2 separate regions of the Sus scrofa genome follow, and region 2 is linked to region 1. A link is a contact called in public promoter capture Hi-C data. All regions are on one chromosome and are shown on one strand. The core of a region is the stretch at or near the end of the contact, and the rest is flanking DNA. Distances in the headings are between cores, read along the strand shown.

Region 1 (7,688 bases), core at 1,784-4,283:
CAGGGTGAACCTGCGGAAGCCCAGAACCTCACCTCCCAGGGGACCACTGCTATTTGTAACAAGCTCAGTTCCGGAGGCAGCTGGTGTAACCAACACTCTCCAGAAAACAGCCCCTCCACCAGGGTCATGAAAGCCAACAAGGGAGGTCATGTCTCAAAGAGGAAAAACCAGGCCTGGCAGATGTGAGAGGGAAAAGGGCTCGGCCTCTAGAGCCTTTCCTCACCCGCTGGCTGCAGAGAGCCCCTGTCCCCCCAACTCTGAGGCTCCTCTCATGCCAAGCCATGGTCCCTAGAGGTGCTCACCCCCAGCTGCTGGCCTTGGGGTCTGTGGGGAAGTGCCGAAGACTCAGGAATTCCAGTAGTTCCTTGGGCACATCCTGGTTCAAGTATAGGATGCCCTGGAGAAGAGAACAGAGAAAACCCGTAATCAGACTCTGCCGTGTCATGTGTGCAGCCTGGTGCAAAATGAAAACGTGGGGGGCCTTCCAAAATGATAAAGAATTTCTGTGGTTGCCGAGGGGGAGGGAGTGGGATGGACTGGGAATTTGGGGTTAATAGAGGCAAAGTTGCTTTTTTTTGTTTGTTTTTTTCGTCTTTTTTGCCATTTCTTGGGCCGCTCCCGCGGCATATGGAGGTTCCCAGGCTAGGGGTCTAATCGGAACTGTAGCTGCCAGCCTACGCCAGAACCATAGCAACGCTGGATCCGAGCTGCGTCTGCAACCTACACTACAGCTCACAGCAAAGCCGGATCGTTAACCCAGTGAGCAAGGGCAGGGACCGAACCCGCAACCTCATGGTTCCTAGTCGGATTCATTAACCACTGCGCCACGAAGGGAACTCCCCAAAGTTGCTTTTGGAGTGGATAAGCAATGAGATCCTGCTGTATAGCACAATGAACGATATCTAGTCACTTGTGATGGAACATGATGAAGGACAATGTGAGAAAAAGAATATATACATATATATGTGTGTGAGAGAGAGAGTCTGGGTCACCTTGCTGTACAGTAGAAACTGACAGACCACCCTAAATCAACTATAATGGGAAAAAAAAATTTTTTTTTTGTCTTTTTGCCATTTCTTGGGCCGCTCCGGCAGCATATGGAGGTTCCCAGGCTAGGGGTCTAATCGGAGCTGTAGCTACCAGCCTACGCCAGAGCCACAGCAACGCGGGATCCGAGCCGCGTCTGTGACCCACACCACAGCTCACGGCAAAGCCGGATCCTTAACCCACTGAGCAAGGGCAGGGATGGAACCCGCAACCTCATGGTTCCTAGTCGGATTCATTAACCACTGCGCCACGACGGGAACTCCGGAAAAACATTTTAAAAAGTATTTCTGGACAGTGAGAGTAGAGCATTAAACCAAGCTTGGGGCCCTCCCAAACACTGGCCCTGGATGACTACACAGCTTGGCTCATGAAGCCAGCCTGGCCTGTAATGTCGCATAACCATGTGGGAAAGGAGAGGGAGGATCTCCACCCTATATCAGGAGGGCAGCACAGGATCTCACCCTGGAGATGAGAACTAGCTTTCATTTAACTGGGACCACCTGCCTCCTGATTACCTCACTCAGTCCTACCAATTCACAGGTATGTTTGGACCCATTACTGTTTGGAAATTTGAAGTAGTAAATAGCAGGCCCCAAGAGTTCCCACTGTGGCCCAATTAGGTTAATAATCCAGCATTATCTCTACAGTGGCTCTGGAGGCTGCTGATGCGCAGCTTTGATCCCAGTCTGGCACAGTGGGTTAAGTATTCAGCATTGCTGCAGCTGTGGCTCGGAACTTCCATATGCCACAGGTGTGCCCAACACACAAAAACAAACAAACAAAATGCCCCAAATGTGGGATCCTTCACCCCATGCCCCGCACCTCTGCATGCAGCAGGCTGGGGGGCAACAGAGAGAGACGCACGCACACCTGGATATAGGCCTCCAAGCCCTGCCGCCGCTGCTCCAATCCTCTGGTCCTCCAGTTGGGCAGGCGTTTCGAGGGGAAGTCGGGAACTCTGTATAGTTTCTTGATCTGCCAGGTTACCGAGGTGCGATCACAGCATCCCGACCCAGCCCTCATGCTCATTTCATCCTAGCCAAGACCCCTTTCCAGTCCTCCCCGCCATGCCTGCACTCCCAAACTTCAGGCTCTATCCTGAGACATACCCGCGTGGTGAATGGTGGATGGGACAAGGGCGAGAGGCGCCCCAACCTGACCCTTCACCCCCAAAACGCCCGACAGCGGGCTGGCTGCGCCAGGGCACGGACAACAGAGGCTGGGACCTGCCCCTTTGCGCCCATCCCGCAGCCCGCAGGGGTCTTCAGGGCCTGGGGCGATAATGGGGATGGCAGAGACTGGGGCCTGCCAGCTCGTCTGCCCGCCTCCCAGAGGGTGGGCAGGAGCTGGGCGGGGTCGGTCGGTCGGTTGCTGCCTCACCCGCTTGTGCAGCGCGTGGAACTCGCTGTAGCGCCTCTGCACGGTATGTCTGCGCCCGCGGCACAGCACCTCCACTCGGAACACCTGGCGGGCGCGGGCAGGCAGCCGGGTGCGCATGAGGCCGACGGGAGGGCGCCGCTGGACCCTTGCCCGGCCACTCGCCCACCCTCCGCCCTCAAAGGCACAAAGCGGCGGGAGCGCTCCGCTCTTCAGGGACCCTCCCACGCTCGCACACACTCGGGGACTCGGCTCCATGCGGTGAGCCCCTCAAGGGCCAGGACCACTGTCCGCGGGGCTGGCAAATCCGAGCGGCCCGGAGACCCTTACGAAGCTGCCCTCGACAGCCTGGCCCGCTGCGTTCGGACGCCCGAGCCCCAGGAGCGGGGTCCCCTTGCGTTCGGCGCAGGGAAATCTGGCGGGTCCCTGTACCCCTTCCCATCCAGTGCTCCCGCTCACCATGTGCCCTCTATCGGGGCTCTGCCGGGTCCCCTCGGCCTCGGGTCCCACAGAAGGGATGTGAACCTGCAGCATCCGCGCGCTGATTGCCGCCGGAACTCTCTCGGGGCGGACTGGAGACCCCAGTGTGGCTGGCCCCGCCCCCACGTTAGCCCCGCCCCGGGCGTTCCCTCCTGCCTCCGGGTCCTGCCGGGGGCTGATTAGACCAGGTCCGGGGTGGGGGCGACGGGAGGCTAGAGCCGCTCCCTGAGCCTAGTTGGGCCGCAGGGCGTGGGGACTCTTCGACAGAGAGTCATCCGTTTAGTACTATGTCCACACTCGCTGAGCGCCCACTGATGACCAGGAATGGGGGCAAGCCAAAATTTCACCTGCTCTTGAGCCGCAGGAAGGGCTAGGGCCCGTGGACGGCTGGACAAGGAGGGAGCCAGGGCACAGACCAACCAGGGACATTTCTTGGCGTTCCTCACATCCTTCCCCGGGGTCAGGCTGCCCCCCTTCCAATCCACTTTACTCCAACTTCAGCCTATACCCCGGGAGCGTGCTGGGGTAAAGTTGGTCGCACTCTGGCTTTGATGTTCCCCGCCCCAGCACTCATAGGCCCACTCCATTCTTTCATTTTAAAAATCCGTTCCTCCATTCATTCGTCTTTTAGCCCAAGCTGCATCAGGTCGGGGAGAGGCAGTTTAGGGACCAAATTCAAGGAAATTCAGACACCTTGCATTTCCCCAATTGTGGAAAGCACAGTAGGCCTGTGCGCATTGCAAAATCTGGATAATATGCTTCCCTCAGGAGAGGGCATGAAAATTGAGATGATTCCTGCTAAGCCCTCAGCAAAGCAGATGCTGAGAAAAATCGCAGTTTGTGGGCCTGTCCTGGAGACATTGTTGGGTGGTGTTGGTGTACAGGACAACCTGGTAGGGAGAGGGACTGTGGGAGGTGGCGCCGGGCTGATGTTGCCCACTCTTCTGACAGAGCTGTTGTGAATATGCGGCAGGATTTAATCCAGAACTCTCACCTCCTGAGAGGGGCCTCTGCCCCCATCCCTCAGCCACAGCTACCCCTGCCCTGGCTATGGCCATAAGGGAGCTGTTTCATCCAGCATAGGCCTCCACTCCACTGACTCCTCTATGGTGGGAAGGAAGAAGCAGAGCACCTGAGAAGTTGGGGTTGGGGGATACCAAGTCAGTCCCTCCCCTGCTAGTGCAGAGGTGCTTCTGAGCTGGAGCAGAAACTCTCCATTCCCAGCTCTGCCCCCACAGAGAGGCTGAGAGGATGACCCGAAAGGAGGCAGGCAGGTCTCGCCAGTACTATGTCCCCCCCACTTTTCCCCCCAAATTCCATCTCACAAGGGCTCCAGAATCAGGAAGCTGAAACTTCCTGGAAGGGAAATGACCCCCCATGAGGAGAAGTGCTGAGCTTTCATTTCCTCCCTTGACGTCTATAGAGCCCCACAGGGGCCCTGCTTTCCTTGTCTGCTGTCTGGGAAGTCCTCTCCTGGGCCCTCAGACCTCTAAACTTCTTGATCACCCAGCCTACTGAAGGTCTGCCCTCCGTCTCTATCCCCACCACCCAGAAAACTGCCAGTTTCCTAAGGGATCTTGCTGCTTTTCCTTGCCTTACTCCCTCTCCACTAGAGCACAAACTGTCCAGGCACCTGCTTAAAACTTGCAAAGGCTTCATATTGTGCTGAGAACGAAAGCCACCCTCCCCACACTATCTCGAGCTCTAAACGACCTGGCCCAGCCACCATCTCTCATTTCATTTTCTCTCCTCCAGTCTTGTGCAATGGGGCTCCAGTAGCAGGGACCTTCCTCCAGTTCTTCAAACCTAATGAGCTCTTTCTACCTCAGGACATTTAGTTTATTTTTATTTATTTATTTATTTTTTTGTCTTTTAATCTTTTCTAGGGCCGCATTCGCGGCATATGGAGGTTCCCAGGCTAGGGGTCAAATCGGAGCCACAGCCACAGCAACACCAGATCCGAGCCGTGTCTGCAACCTACACCACAGCTCATGGCAATGCCGGATCCTTAACCCACTGAGCAAGGCCAGGGATGGAACCTGCAACATCATGGTTCCTAGATGGATTCGTTAACCACTGAGCTATGACGGGAACTCCTACCTCAGGACATTTATACTCTTTCCTGACAGTTCACCTGATAGGCTTTGCCTAAAACTTCCAATTCTCAGCCTAAAACTCACCTCCTTAAGGATGCCTTCCTTCCTGCCCACCCTCTCAAAGCCCGCTCTCTCTGCACTTAATCCCAATATGGAGTTTCTTTTGTTTATCGTATGTCTCCCTGGTTTCCCCAAGTCAGCCCCAGACTCAGTACCATCTGACCAGGGATGTGGTCTCTTGTCAGTGGTCGCCACCAGGGTGCCAAATATATAGTAGACACTCAAACACGTGTTGAATGAAAGACTATATGAATGAATGGCGGAGGGGGTGTTGGGCAAAGGCTTGGAAGAGAAGGAAAAGCCTGGGAAAGAGGTAGGAAGGGAGCAAGGGTTGCTGAAGCTGTATAGGAAGGCCAGCTGAGGGTAACAACAGGACCCTCTTCCCACCCCCAGAGTTAGACAACTCGCTCTCTCTGCAGACTGTCATCCCACCTTGTTTATTTAATTTTCAGGTGTTCTTAAGAAGTCTCAAGTCAGTGGATTTTCATCCCCAGTTACAGAGGGAGATTTGATGCACTTGACTTGTGAAACATCTGCAGCTCCCTATTTCACAGCATTTCATTCCTATGTGAGTGAAGATGCAAATGAAAAAAAATAAGATTCTTGACCTGGAGACATTTATCTCTTCAGGGGGATAAAACAATTTAGGGAGAACATTTTCCTATAAAGAGGAATGCATGACATGGTGTACACCCCAAAGCGGTTATTACAAAGGAATAGTTTGTTTTCTGTTTACTTCAAGCATTTGGCCTGCTCAGTATATGAACACTGAGCCAAATTCCAGGCTCAGATTACAGGGCCCTGACTCGGGTTTCCCGAATGCACTGGCCTAGCTTGGAGGCTGATACTGTGCCTGTTGCACGAGGTTGCTGGTGACGTTGATGCTCCTGGCTTGGGGGTCATGTAAACAGCTGTCTCTTAAAGGCCCACACCAGCCCCACCAGGGAGCCAGGCCTCTCTGGTCTCACTCTGCAGATGAGGATCAAGGCCAGAGCAGGGGGCAGAGGTGTCCCCCCCGCCACCTCACCTCCTGGGTTCCTGGTCATGGGTGAGCAGGTGGGCTAGACTGCGGCTCCCACACTGGCTCGACATTGGTTCATGCACACAAAACCCCTTTCACTGGCTCGGCTTCTGCTGGGCGGCCCTCGCTGCTCCTGAGGTTTGGTTAACCCCGTTAAGAAAACAAACAGCTCCTGGGCTGTGGGCTGGTGGGGGAGCCACTGGGGACAGAGGCTGAATTCTCTCTGGCCTCCCTCCGAGGGCGAGCCTAGGGGCCCAGCAACCTGGGGCAGGGGTTGTGCAGAGCTGGTCCTGGTCTGCTCCTCCAGGGGCTCTGGTCACCTGGGAAGCCTTGGACAAAGTCCATGCCTCAGGGTCCTTATCTGTACCACAGAGAGCTCTGCATGGAGTAAATGGTGTCATGCTTCCAATAAGCCACAGCCACAGCCTTGTGGGACCCGAGCTGAGTCTGCAACCACACCACAGCTCACGGCAACGCCAGATCCTTAACCCTCTGAGCGGGGCCAGGGAATGAACCCTCGTCCTCATGGATGCTAGTCGGGTTCCTTACTCCTGAACCACACCAGGAACTCCAAATGTTAGCTATTCTTATTTCAATATTCCTATTACATGAATTTTCTGCTTTTGTAGGCCAAAGCTGTGGGGTATTGGCAACTACATATGGTTCAGCCCATGTAATGTTAGTGATTCATCTTTGAAACAGCAAAAACAAACTCTTCTATTCCTCTTTTAGTAGCCTGCGGTTGCAAGTTTAGCTTAAAAAAACAAAAACAACAAAACAACAACAAAACCTATTCATTATTCCAACTACTAACTCTGTGATCAGGCTTTTCCTGATTTTCTCAATTATTGTGCAACTAAAAAAGGGTGAGAGAATGAATTGGAAGCAGAAGTTGATGTAAATCAGCAACTATCCTGTTAACAGCCTCAGAGTCCTTACTGCCTTAGGAATAAGTACATCTTACACATTTGAAATAATAAAGTAACAATTTTATGTTGTGAATATTGGACTTTGGTGTAAAAATCATTCGTTCTACTGCTAAAACATTCTAAATTCTTGAGCCAGTCTAAACTTCATTTACAGATGAGGAGCCTAAGGTGTGAGAAAGGAAACGTGGGCCGTGGAAAGGGCTGCTGTGATAGGAAGGCACCTCTGACGAGCATGTCCTGCCTGAGCCCTGAAAGCAACGCCTGGCTCAGGGGTCAGTAGGCTGGTGCCCTGCTTCTCAGGGGACAGGAAGGCTCTGGCAAGCAGTGTTCCTCCTAGGAGGCACCTGCTCCTTGTCCAGAAGTCACAGGCAGCTCAGTGCCTCAGGCAACAGGACGCAGGGCTGGAGCAGGGGCGGCTGCAGAGACCACCCCAGCTGCCTGCTATCTGAAGCAACGGCTTCCTGTGGGGATTTTCTGGTGCCATGACTCTCAACACTGCAGCACGATGTCAGTAACCAATCGCCCCTCAGATGTGGGGACACCGGGTTCAAGGAACAAAGACATGTTCAGGTACCCAGGTGCTGTGAAGAGAGCCATGGGACTGAGACCTGGGGACAACAGGAAAGTGGGCCAGAGGCCAGAGTGGGCACAGCCCCAGCCCGAGGTCTGGAAGGGGCA
Region 2 (7,688 bases), core at 2,952-5,451, 54 kb after region 1:
ACTTTGTTCTTCAGTGTTGTTCCTTAATATACAGAAGCAACTACAATCACTTATCCTCTCACACTGGCTCACAACTAAAGCAATTATTAGAGTATCATTTGTACTAATGGCTACTTAACAAGGCATTTACAGCCCAACTAGTGAGGCATCTTGAGCCTTGGCTTCCTGGAGATTTGTATCAGGACAGGATGCTAAAAAAATAAATAAATAAATAAATAAAAATCTCAATAAAAATAATTTGGCCTTCGGAGTTCCCTCTGTGGAGCAATGGAAACGAATCTGACTAGGAACCATGAGGTTGCGGATTGGATCCCTGGCCTTGCTCAGTAGGTTAAGGATCTGGCGTTGCCTTGAGCTGTGGTGTAGGTCGCAGACATGGCTCGGATCCCGGGTTGCTGTGGCTGTGGTGTAGGCCGGCAGCTGTAGCTCCGATTCGACCCCTACTCTGGGAACCTCCATACACTGTGGGTGCAGCCCTAAACAGAAAGAAAGAAAAAAAAAAAGTTAGCTTTCTGTGGTAGAACAAGTTCTTACCCTCTTCTCCTCCTACCTGGAAATTAGGCTAAGTATTTTCACAGGAGAGAGACTGAGACAGGGAGAGGGAAGGAGGTAGGGAGAGGGAGAGAAAGTATTCATGTCCCTGGGAAGTAATATGGTGACATCCATCAAATCACAATCTCTTAAACTTATTAAGAGAACTCCAGAAAATAACTCCTCATTCTTCCAGGGTTGTTTTTGAAAAATAAACAATAATTTGCCTATGTGACCAATCACTTTCAGAGTCAGAGGCTCTATTTTCAGATGTTCAGTCTATCTCCATCTCAGCAGCTATCAACACTAGCAGTTCTCCACTGCTTATGAGAGTTATTACTGAAGGAAAAGACTAAAGATTTGTTTTATAGGGGATACAGAAAGACTAAATTAGCAAGAGTTATTTCTCAGAGTAACAGAGACTTCATTAGACAGTTTGAGCTGTTATACTACCAAATACTTTTTAAGCTGCAGCTAGGGACTTAATTCCTAAATGCAGTACAGGGAAAATTCTAATGATTGTCACAAAAGATACTGCCAAGAAACTTAATCTTTTTCTTCTTCTTTTTATTTGGCCACAACACAGCATGCGGAAGTCCAGGGATAGAACATGAGCCACAGTAGGGACCCGAGTTGCTGCATTGACAATGCCTGATCCTAAACCCACTGTGCCACCAGGGAACTCGGAAACTTAACCTTTTCTGACATAAATGAGACAAACTTTTTCAGACACATACTTGCATAAAGAACATAAAGCTCTTTTAGTCACTCCTATATTAAGTAGCTACTATGAAGATAAGCATTACCCAAGATGGAAAGATACATAAATCCAGACCTAACACTGAAGAAATTTTCAACCTGCAACTAACTGGATCAAGTGTTCTTATGAATCAATGTTCTTATAAAACAGCCCAAAACATCTCTACTGGTTCCAGAACTGACTACTTATATCCATATTCCACATAGAAAGATTAGTTTTTCCCAATATCTTAACTTTTTCTAGAAACCCGGATATTACTATGAGAAACCCCATTTTCATCTTGAATTTACAGATTCGCTCCCACTAAGGCTTTAGGCATTTTAACATATTCCTTTAAAAGGGACAAAGCTTTCTGTCTATGTAGTGATTAAACCGGCAGGGCCTTTTTTTTCAACCGACCTCTGGCAAGATTTTCCTAGACATCAAAGGAGTCGGCCTAACTCTCATAAACTAAGATCCAGAAAGGGCCTTTAGTAATTACCGGTGAAGTACTGAGCTAAGGAAAGGATCTGTGGGCGGGCCACTATCCTGGGCCATTCTAGATAACATTATTCATCCCTGGAACAGTAAGGCAAGGAAAAGGAAAGTCTGCACCCCTTTTCTTTATCTTGACCTATTAAATCAGCACGGAAGGAAACCACCAGCAAAACAGCCCCGGGGGTTCGTGGGGTCACCACAAAGCAAGGCCAAATGCCTGCCTTGGCAGCTCTTCGCTGTCAGGGACCTCGGCAGAGAAGCCACCACACCCCTCATTCCTCACCGTCCACCCAGCGTCCAGGAAGCCAGGGCTCACGTCTCTGCGCTCATCCGGACCCAAGCCATGACTACTGTCACCAACACAAGGTCTCGCCGGGCCCACTCTGCCCAGCCTTCCCGGCACTCGCTTAGCCTTTCCTTTTGGGGCGCCCGCCCGCCTGCCCCGAAGGGGGCGAACTTACGGCCGCCGCGGCGCCGGTGAAAATATCCTCCCCCTCGGTGTCACTGTCCCCCGCCTCGGGTTCCGACCCCCCTGTCGCCCCCTCGAACTCCGGTTCCAGGCTGGGGAAGGGGGGAGGGAGTCTTTCCGAAGCGCTACAGCCACCACCACCCGACGCCATCTTCCTCCACCCGCGGCGGAAGCCGCAACAACAACTTTATGGAGAGATAGTGCCGCGAGCAAAGCGTTCCAGCAGAGCGGAGGCGGGATGGCAGCCACCAGCCCTGCGGGACACACAGGGCGGGGAAAAGGGGCGGGGCGTACTCGCTCGGGGCGGGGTGGGGGCCGGCTCGCAGCTCCTGTCCAGCCAATCCAAGCCCTGGATCGCGACCCCGCACTCTTAACCTAGGGAGCAGAGGAGCAAGAGAGGAGGAGCTAGGGGCCGCTCAGGTTCCTGTGGCTCTTTGTGCTTTATCTAATAGACTTCTTAAGGAGATGAAAAAAGTCTGAAAACCTCTACCAGCCACCAACTCATGCCAAGCGCAGCGGCTTCAAAGACATTTAATAAGTATTTTTGGTTGAGGTCTCAACATATGCAGTCAATTTTCGCCATTTATTCTCTTGACATTTAGTTAGTTCATTCAAGAAATAAATATTGAGCATCTACTCTGTGCCTCGCACCCTGCTATGCGTTTCACATATAAAAATAAAGCTCCTTCTGCCCACCAGGCGCTTGAGGGAGACGGGCATGTAAATTAACAATTCAATACGATCAGTGCTATAATGTGCTGTGGGAGCATAGTAAGAGATCATCAATTCTGCCTGGAGAAGTCAGGACGCCTCAAAGAGGTGAGACTTCAGTGGGCTAAGTTTGGTCGCAAGGAAGTTAGGATTATCCTCACAACTGCTGTGGAGTAAGTGGAGTGGAACAGATGACAGGGGAATTATTAAACTCTGAACCAAATTTTCCTGCGGCCTAAACTATTCACTATTATCTGGTGGGCTTAAAGTCTAAATCAGCTATATAAGATTTTATCTTTAAAGATAAATAGGATATGTTATCATGGGATAACTCAGCAAGAAATCCTGACCTTCCTCTCAATAGAGATGATACTAAACTTGGCATCAACTTTGACAAAAGGTTTAGTTTGTTTGTAACTGCAAATCTCTCAGCATCAGGTGTTGGCTCCCTCACAGGTCTGTGAGCTGCTTAAGGGCGGGAGTCCTGTCCCATCTTGTATCCTCCGCGTCTATAGACTAAGTCTGGCAAATTAAGTATCTAATAAACGTTTGAGACTTGATTGGAAGGATGGATGGATAAAATTAATACCATCAACCTTGTTACTGGCATCATCACAGCCACCAATACCAAAGGGCTTAGAACGTTCTTTTTAGGATTGCGATCTCTAATGTCACTGTGAGACACACCGGACACAGGGGAAAGCTCTCTCGTTCTAAGTTGTCTTCGAGGGAAACTGGCAGAAATATTCAGGGGGTATTGGGAGTTGTGCTGGCCTGAGTTCCTATGAGACAAAACCAAAAAGGAACCCCCTCCACGCCTAACCATCCAAGTACACGTCCTTTCACTGCAACGGAAACTCACTTCCGGCCTGACTAGTCGTTAAGAAAACTTTGGCTGGAAGCGACACTCTCTCGGAGAAATAACGGTAGGGAGTCTCCGTGTAGACGTCCTCCAGCACTAGAAATCAAGATTTCCTTTTCCCTACCTCTTCAGTATTCATCCTTAGCTTATCCAAGCGCTGAGTGAGGCATTTTGTAATGGGTAACAAAACGTTACCTCCCTCCCGACCCCCCCACCGTGGGAAACTACAGTTCCCATAATGCAGCTCTCCGTCTTCCGAAGAAAACGCCCATACGTCCCAGCACACAACGCGCTTCACGTGCCTCTAGGGATTTCCCCCCCCCCCGCCCGCCCCTCCTGTCCGCCAAAGCCGAGCAAAGTATGCTGGGGTTTGTAGTCCGTGCAGCCTTTTTCCCTAGATCCTTCGCGCTACTCCGTCCAGTCCCGCCTAGTCTCTGCTGCCCAGGACCTTTTAGGCTTGTCTTGGCCCCTTTGAAGATCAGGAAGTTGATAAATTGTGAAGCTCGCTGTTGAAAGACGGTGGCTCGGGTGGGACAGTCGCCAGGGATGGCGGAGCGTGAGAATGGAGCGGGTGTCCGGGCTGCTTTCCAGGACGCTGAACAGAGTCCTGTGGCTCTCCGGCCTCTTTGAGCGCGGAGCTGCCCGGCAGCCCCGGATCATGGAAGAGAAAGCGCTAGAGGTTTATGGTAAATAATTTTACCGAGGGCAGTGTTTGGCGGTATATATGGAGGCGGGGGTAACTTGGGCCTCACCTGAGAGTGGGAGTGGTTTTTGCCGGATTTCTGGGAGCATGGAAAGCTTTTTCTCCCGGGTCCCAAGTTTTTCGGGCATGTGGTCTTTATAAGGTTCTTCCTAAACCTAGGGCAAGTCGAACCCTGAGTCTCAAATGCTTCAATTTTCTTGTCTGCCTCACGTTCTAGTGGCCATCTCAAGACATCTGGGCAGAGCAGGAGTCTAGGATGCTTGGTTAGGAAGCAAAGCTGGCCTGATTGCATGACTTGAGCTTCCTATCTCCAGCCCCTGGACACACAATCCTGCCACCGCCGAGGGCATTGCTGGGTGGAGTTGAGGACTAGCTCAAGGTCACAGCTACTCTTTTCTGCATAGGCAATAGCCAGAGGTTCCTGAGAGCCTAGCCTTGAACTTTAAGTTTTGTTGTTGTTGTTTTTGTTTTTTTTCCACACAGCTAAGCCTGGAATGCAAAAACAAAAGAAGAACAAAAAAGCAAACCACACACAGAGTTTTAGATGTAGATGCAGGTAGACTCTTTTCAAACCCTGGAACCGTCTTCACTGTACAGATGAGGAAACAAAGGTTTAGAGTGGTTAAGCAACTACTTGGAGGCCACATTGACTCCATGGAAACACCAAAACCAAAGTTTTGGTTAAGGAAACACCAAAAACCAATCACTAAGTTTGGAATCTTCTGATTCCAAACTTAGTGCACTTTTGCTTTATGACTTACCTTTTTTGGGGATTTTCTAGTATTGTGTTTGAAAACTAAAAAGACTGGTCTAACTTTCGGCAATTCCTGGTAACCAGGGTAAAACTGCAAGAATGCAAATATGCAGGTAAGGATTATAGACCAGTAGAAAGAAGCCAGGGATGTTAAAGACATTTGGAGCTAATCTAGTTTACCTATTGCTAGAGGCAGGACTTAACCCCAATGAGGAGATAATTATGAATGGAATGATCTCCACAAGGCAGATGGACACATTCCTGTCCTGTCAGATCTCTATCTCCAGCATCTAGGGACAACAGGGCACTGGTGATACAACTTTGAAAGAGAGTTTTTGTCCTCACACTTTTGTTGAGGGGAGCCTTTATAAATGCAAAAATGTAACTTAAAAATCATATGCAAAAGAAGGCCAAAGACTGTACGAGAGATACAGAAATTCAGAGGAAGGAGAGACTTTAAGGAGACACTTGGTAGTTTCAGTTGTGGCACAGTGGAAAAGAACCTGACTACTATTCATGAGGATGCAGGTTCCAGCCCTGGCGTTGCTCAGTGGGTTAAAGATCCAGGATTGTCGAGCTGTGGTGTAGGTCACAGACGAGGTTCGGATCTGGCCTTGCTGTGGCTGTGGCGTAGACCAGTGGCTACAGCTCCGATTTGACCCCTAGCCTGGGAACCTCCATATGCCGAGGGTGCAGCCCTAAAAAAAAAAAAAAAAAGACAAAAAAAAAAAAAAAAAAAAAGGAGTCACTTGAATTGGGCCTTGAAGGATTGGTAGGATCTGGACATATAAAGAGTATATGGAGTTCCTGTCATGGCAGAGGGGAAATGAATCCCATTAGGAACCGGGAGGTTGTGGGTTCAATCCCTGGCCGTGCATAGTGGGTGAAGCATTCGATGTTGCTGTGAGATGTGGTGTAGGTTGCAGACGTGGCTCGGATCCAACATTGCTGTGGCTGTGTAGGAACCTCCATATGCCGTGGGTGCGGCCCCCCAAAAAAAAAGAGAGAAGAAAAAGTGGAGGCCATGCTAAGCAGAGGAAACTGGAGCAAAATTATGGAAGTGAGACAATAACTTGTTTAGCGAATGACAGGCAGGGTTTGTGGTTAAAAGTCAAGGTCTGGTCAAAACTTATGCATAGCAGATTGGAATTGGGTGCTGAAAGTTTAAATATAAACTAAAATTTTTTTTTTTTTTTTGGCTTTTTTGGGGGCCACACCCGAGGCATATGGAAATTCCCAGGCTAGGGGTTTCACTGGAGCTACAGCTGCTGGCCTACACCACAGCCATAGCAACACAGGATCCTAGCGGTGTCTGCGACCTACACCACAGCTCACAGCAATGCCAGATCCCTAACCCACCGAACCAGGCCAGGGATCGAACCACATCCTCAAGGATCCTAGTCAGGTTTGTTACCCCTGAGCTAGGACGGAAACTCCCTGAAGAATTTAATATTAGTTCAAAGCCATAGAAGAATTTTAGTCAAAAAGGAGTAAGTAATATTAGGAGAGCAACATTGCTTTCTTTCTAAAGAAATAAATCCAGATCAATAGAAAAGTAGAGAATTTTAAAGGGGTGAAATTTAATTTCAGGATTACGTAGCATATAAACAATATAGTTCAGCTTGTATGCACGAGCCTTACAGAAAAAACGCCTAAGATAAGGGGGAGCAAATTCCCTTTCAGAAAATGGTTTCCCTGAGCCCACGTTTCACAGCCTTGGCTGTGAAGCCTCTTTTTCTGCCTAAATTTCAAATTCTGTTTCTAGTCAAGTGATAAGCCCAGGAGTTGCTGGGGAGAAGGTTAAGAGTTTGATTCATTTGTTTTTCCCAACTGGATTTCTGATTACAGGGGTGCTGTAAATAATAGAACAAAACCTTAGGCCTGAGAACATCAAGTCCCTCCTATATGAACTCCCTCTGCTTTTTTTTTTTTTTTTTTGTCTCACCATTTCTCTTTGCCTTTCTTCTTTTCCATCTTTTTCTACAACCTCAGAGTAAGAAGGAAATCTTTTCCTCTCTAAGGCTGACCCAGGCTCTCACATCTTTGGTCTCATTCCTTTCTGCTTATTTCACCAGCTTCCTCCCCTTTCCTCCTTAAATTTTCAGTCTCTTTATTCAATCCTTTCCTTTGGGCTATAAAACATACTCGAGTTTCCCTTATCCTTATCATTGTTCTGGCTTTTTCTAAACCCACTGTCCTTTGTTTGCCCTTCCCTCCTTCCCTGCCTCACCCCTAGGAGTACATTTTCAGTTCCTTTTCCTCTCCCCTTTTGTAAACTGGCTTCTGCTTTCACCTCTCTACTAAAGTGCTTTCCCGTCGTGCCTCAGTGGTTAACGAATCCCACTAGGAAGCATGAGGTTGCGGGTTCCATCCCTGGCCTTGCTCAGTGGGTTAAGGATCTGCTGTTGCCGTGAGGTGTGG

What was found. Promoter capture Hi-C pulls out the DNA fragments that hold promoters and counts their contacts.
Region 2: a promoter capture Hi-C map of fetal liver shows a contact between it and region 1, with 2.6 times the contacts expected there. The contact joins the promoter of FAM96A here to the promoter of SNX22 in region 1. A contact is called at or near these places in 1 of 5 promoter capture datasets (fetal liver), 12 of 47 Hi-C or Micro-C datasets (blood, fetal heart ventricle, fetal liver and 5 more) and 2 of 2 datasets of contacts at active chromatin or transcription factors (alveolar macrophages and skeletal muscle).

What each region holds. Positions count from the first base shown.
Region 1 is chr1:107,894,523-107,902,210 of Sscrofa11.1, forward strand. SNX22 (sorting nexin-22) reads right to left here and starts at 3,034. Exons shown (of 6, transcript XM_021093895.1): 1 at 2,884-3,034; 2 at 2,428-2,511; 3 at 1,918-2,022; 4 at 303-397. The coding sequence starts at 2,958.
Region 2 is chr1:107,947,417-107,955,104 of Sscrofa11.1, forward strand. It overlaps FAM96A (MIP18 family protein FAM96A), which reads left to right and starts at 4,202. Exons shown (of 4, transcript XM_021093923.1): 1 at 4,202-4,496. The coding sequence starts at 4,373. SNX1 (sorting nexin-1) reads right to left here and starts at 2,504. Exons shown (of 15, transcript XM_021093910.1): 1 at 2,230-2,504. The coding sequence starts at 2,388.